Regions from separate parts of the Gasterosteus aculeatus genome. Here region 1 is linked to region 2. The links are chromatin contacts, called in public Hi-C maps. All regions are on one chromosome and are shown on one strand. Each heading gives the region's core, a stretch centred on a gene start, on an enhancer-like site or on the middle of the called end of the contact. The rest is flanking DNA. Distances are from core to core; before and after follow the strand shown.

Evidence for each region. Hi-C and Micro-C count contacts between places; a contact is called where the count stands out from the background.
Region 1: a Hi-C map of whole body shows a contact between it and region 2, with 2.7 times the contacts expected there. The contact joins the enhancer-like site here to the promoter of ikbke in region 2. A contact is called at or near these places in 2 of 6 Hi-C or Micro-C datasets (liver and whole body).

Annotation. Positions count from the first base shown.
Region 1 is chr17:12,148,849-12,151,564 of fGasAcu3.hap1.1, forward strand. No RefSeq gene overlaps it. Among protein-coding and RNA genes, the nearest start is that of mdfi, 5.1 kb to the right of the region's middle. Within about 2 kb of position 1,348, at least 2 of the 9 cell types and tissues checked have open chromatin away from gene starts, as enhancers often do. A contact at or near this core is called in liver, where this site is marked.
Region 2 is chr17:11,901,422-11,904,147 of fGasAcu3.hap1.1, forward strand. ikbke (inhibitor of nuclear factor kappa B kinase subunit epsilon) reads right to left here and starts at 1,256. Exons shown (of 21, transcript XM_040202599.2): 1 at 545-1,256; 2 at 71-215. The coding sequence starts at 169. It overlaps srgap2 (SLIT-ROBO Rho GTPase activating protein 2), which reads right to left. Exons shown (of 23, transcript XM_040202890.2): 23 at 1,740-2,726.

The DNA of each region.
Region 1 (2,716 bases), core at 98-2,597, 250 kb after region 2:
ACATTTTCTTGTGCTCTCGACTCCTGCTGTCTCTAACCACTATAATTAAGGAAAACCAATCAAGGAAACTGTTCTGAATAATGAATCAGGAATCAGGATCAGGATACATTTATTAGCCAAAATATGTCAAACATACAAGGAATTTGTCTTGGCGGTTAGTGCGCGACAGTAGACAGACAAGACAACAGTGCACAGGTAATAAAATAAAGTGGAATGAAATGCTAATGCAATGGGTTAGTAAGAATAAGGCTAAGGCTATGGGTTAGTAAAAAACAAGGGAATAAAGTTAAACAAATTTTAAATATTAAAAAGTTAAAAAGAAAAGTATTAAGCATAAAGTGCACTAACAAACAAGTAACAGACAAGAGACAAAGTGACAAGTGACAAAGTGATGAATTGCAGTTAAAGTGGCATGTGCAGTATGTGCAGAATGAGTTTTCATCAATTTTAGCTTATTGTTAGGTCATACTGTAAAAAGTAAATAGATACCATGGGGGCAAGTTTGTAGATGCAGGTTTGATGACGATGTGGTAGTATTTTGGATGTGGTTTATTGATGATTTTCAAAGAGAAAGGGTGACACCTGAAAACGCCCATCATCCCGGGTTTGGGGGACCCAGGTTGGTGAGGGCATTGCAGATGGTTTCGAGGACAGTTTATAATTTAAGCAAAACGTAAGGTAAAAGTAAAATAAGGCACCATAGCACGGTGGAGTGGTGGTTAGCAATGTCTCCTCACAGCAGGAAGGTCCTGTGTTTTTTGACTCCACCCAGCAGCATTTCTGTGTGGGTTCTCTTCAGGTTCTCCGGCTTCCTCCCAATCCAAAGACATGCTCTGGGGATTAGGCTGATTGGTGACTCTAAATAGCCTGCAGGTGTGGGGATGTGGATGTCAATTAATCTAGGGTGTACCCCGCCCAATGTTATCTGCCTCCCCATGACCCTTTATGAAAGTTAAGCGGCTTTGAAGATGGATGGATGGAATAGCTAAGCTTTTCAATAGAACATTCTTTTTTTTTAGTAAAAACTGTTCACATAGAAAAATATATAAACATGTACAGTATTTGAACAATGTATTAAATCATTCCTTCGTGCCAGTGCCGTGAAGTAGTTAGTAAATACTAATTTGACATGTATGCCCGATGAAACGACAAAACTACTGCTCAAAAGGTTATAGTTGGAGTTCAGGCCATCGCATCAACACAAGGCCTTCAGAGAAGTCGGCCTGTGTTGTGATGCATGAAGTGGCCACAAGGAGGAGTAAACAAACCGGACAACACAAGCAGCATCTTATAAACACAAACCCAGCAACAAACATCGCTGTGGTCCACTGACATAGTCCAACCAACAGGGTGGGCCAGAGAGTGAAGAACAGACACTGATTGACCTACCTGTTGTTTGTCGGACAGCATGAATCACATGGCTGCAGGTGGCTGAAGTTGTATTCGGTTATAGAACGGGTACTAAATACAGAAGAAGCTGGTTTCTGTGAACTATCTGTGCTTTTCCTTTACTCACCTGCACTGCTCTGTTTTTCCTTCTCCTCACCTGTATCGCTTTACCGTGCAGGTTTAGCGCATGCCCTGCAGCTGATCTTTCAACCTTTGCTCTGCATGCATGATGGATGTGTTGCCCCAGGGAGAAAATATGGAAACCGGCTGGATGTATTTGGAAGGTTAAAACTTTGTTTAATCTTGTGCTTTTAGTGAACTTCTGAGTTAGTCGGCTGGGAGAAAATCCCTGTGACATTTGTTTTTGGGAGGGACCCAATCTTAAACTTATTGCAGACACACATGCACACGCAAACAGGAACACACTGGCATGCACACATCATGAATACTGAGCAGAAAGTTAGTATATACTTGCACAAGGTGAGCCAGGGTGCATGGCTACACACATATAGGTTATTCTTGGCATGACACAATAGTCTTTGGCATTAAGCACTACATATATTTCTTAATGCTTGTCTGGGCAGAGTAAGGAATAGTGTTTATGTTGTATGTCTGCAAACCTGGATGTGTTTAAGTATCTGCTTTTCTGTGCATGTACATTGACTTACAATGCAAACTCAATATGCATGTGTGAGTTTCTGTGTGTGTATGTGTGTGTGCGTGCGTTTTTGTGCATGTTGTGTGTGTTTGTCTGTGTGTTTGTATGTGTGGAGGGCTGCTCGTTCCACCATGGAGAACAGTGAGGTCCAGGCAGAATCTGTGAGTCACAAAATAAATTTACTGAAAGACATGCTAGCATTTTGGCTGAAGAAGCATGCTGTCCCCCGAACAGAATACTGACTCTCTTAAAACAACACAACATACCTATCTGCAGCTGCGTGCATCCACATGGGCCTGCTTTTCAAATCGTCTATTTCTTTGTCTTTTCTTTGTTTTTACAGAAAAAAATAACTGATATTTAAGGCACATGCAAGTACAACATTGTGTTTTGTTTATCTTGACTTCACCTCACTGTCATTGCTTGGACTGTCTACATTAACAACTACTGACCTTTTTAAGATAAAATGTGTTAAGATAAACAAATATTCTTGTGCACAAACGGAGCTGCACATTGAAGATTTGATAATAGACCAAATAAGGAAATATGTATTTGCCCTCAACCCCGTCAATGGAAAAGGCAATGATACTACACTAACTAATGATACTACACTTTGCTAAGCAATGATCAAATGAATCATATTATTTGATTCAGACAAATATATTTTAC
Region 2 (2,726 bases), core at 6-2,505:
TAAGCCGGAAAACACCAGGGCACCAGGGATGTGAATGAGGTGCTCAGTTGATGAAAAGCCCTCCTTGCACCTTGTTGCGTGCCTTGTAGACACTGGCAGTGGCCCCTTGGCCGAGGACGTCCTGCAGAGACCAAAGGTAGTTGGCCGTGCTGGCCGTCATGCCCGTCATGCTGGAGGAAGAGACGGGGACAGCAATGCGGGGACACGATGTCCGACTTTGTGTTGGGAGATGAAAGAAGAAGAAAATTCACAAATTAGTTACCGTAGCGTTAATTGGGGTATTAACGTGTAACAATACATGTTAACGTGTACCATGTTAACCTCACCTCACGTCACATAAATAGCAAAACACTGACTTTTATTTAACTTTGGCTAACGCTGGTTTCCAATTTAACCAGCTCGTCGTCCGCACTTTGATGACACCATCCGATAGTAGCTAACCCCGTTAGCAACCACTTATGTTACCGTTCATATCAGCCAGTAAATTGAGCTACTCGGTGATTCAGTTGAACTAACTTGAGTGGAAGGTGTCAGGTTAGCTTACCTGGACCGCTCCTGTAAAACCTGGAAATCGAATCGGTAACAAAAAAAAAGTAGCTGGGGCCAGCAGTCCGCCTCCACCGGACTACCGGCTGTGAAACCAGCTTCCGCTGCTTTCCTCCGTGAAATGAGGCGTTAAAAGTAATCGTCAGTCGTGTAAGTTACAACTCTAAACTGTACTTTACGGTGAAGCCGGGCGGTTTGGCTTCAGGACAAAGCACGCCTACGTGTGAAACTTCTTCCGCGATGAGGTGCGTAACTGCTGTGTGAAGCGGGTCAGCGAGGATCAAAACACTTCATCTCCTACATGGATCCAAATTCCCGAGTGTCTTCAAAGGCAGCAGCGAGTTTGTTGAATGATTTAGGGCGCGTCGCACTCGTTAATCTTAAAATAGTGGCGGAAATACAGCCAAATGAAAAGTTGACGGTTTCATTCTCTGTTTCAACTTCCGTCTGTGTTGACTGGGAGCCCCACGCGCACCCGTGTCGCTCACCTACGTGTTAAAGCCACACTACTGCATGACCCCCCAATGTTGTCATGTATTTTCAAAAGCAAAGCCAACAGTCATGAGTTTCCCCAAGATACTGTTGAGAACACCAGAGCTGACTTGGTGGGGTTCATCCACATGGACATACTTTTTGATGTTTATAACCACGATGCATTACTGCAGACACAGTACGCGTGGACCTAGGTTTGTTTGTCTAAGGGCCACTTCTGTTTGCACGTCAATGTGTTCTGTTTAAAAGGGAACCTCATCCAGCTCAGCTTTCTCTACATGGCGAGTGACTCCTAGTACTCAGCACGGAGGTACAGCGTTTTTTAAAAAAGAAGTAAAAAGGTGACCCTGGTGAGGTGTCTTGTTTTTTTGTTTTTTTTACTTGAAGTGATGACTAAACATTTTAACCGTAAGCCTGGGTTGTAAACCTGAGGTGTGCAGTTCTAAAAAAAGGGTGTTTTAAGAGTCAAGGAGGGTCTATTGAAGTACACAGAGATGCAAGATGTGAAAAGGACTGTGGCTGATCTTGTCTGGTTTCCAATATGCCATCAAAAGCCCTCATTTTGTGCTCGACTCGCCTCTTCTTGCTGTATATCCGCAATCTCTGACATCATGCTTCATTAGTACGGAAAAGACATTCTATCAGAAATATTTTTAGACAAATTTGTTACTGCTGCAAACGTCAAAGAATTCAAGACTCTATATAGCAAGCAATGTTTATTAAAAAAAGATCTACTACAAGAACTACACATGGAATTATATAAGGCCTATTTGATTAAACTACTATTGCTATTACTGTACAATATTGTACCAAAAAAGAGTGTACCTCTGTAATGTACAACATTGTATATACAAAGTACATCTGAACACAGGATTCTCCAGTAATACAGAGACAACTATAAATAGATTTGACATTACAGTCTTTTTTTTTTTGAGTTCCGCCGTCTTCAAATGGACACAAAATGCATATTTAACAATATTCAATTCAGACAAACCGTCCCCACAGTTAGTCCACACGCAAGCCAAGTTGTTCAAGTGCACAATGATTGATTTGAGATTGAATAGGAACAAACACATCAACCAACCACATGCACGTCTGTTTGTGTTTGTTTATGCTGATAAATTACACCCCCATATCCCCCCCCACACACACCCCACACACACACAAACAGTCACAGTCCCTCCAGTTGTCATGAGGTAAGAGCGACACAAATACACCAGGTAATACAAGAACAGTATACAAATAAACCTTTACAAGTATAATTCATAACATGGTAGAGAGCATACAGGAATGCAGTATGTGCTGTATTACTGGGAGAACAGGGGCGGGATAGTGGGTAATATGAAGATACAAATAGTTCAGTGCGGGTTGTAAAATACAAACCACAAAAAGGTATGATTTAGTTTTCCCCGAATGGCATGTGTCCACTTTTGAAGTCAGTGCTCGCTAAATTATTCAAATATTACTTAATTCATCATCAGATCTAATTTAGCTAAAAATACATTACTGCAATAATGATATTTAAAACAATGTAAGCCCTTGGATATGGGTTTCCTCCTTCTGTTTAGACTTAAAGATAATCCGCCGCTGGTGCAGTTACAGCAGAGGCTGAGGATGACTTCCTATCATGTATGTACGTGAAGGCTTTTTGTCAGATTGCATGTACACACAGTGCATATTTATTAAGC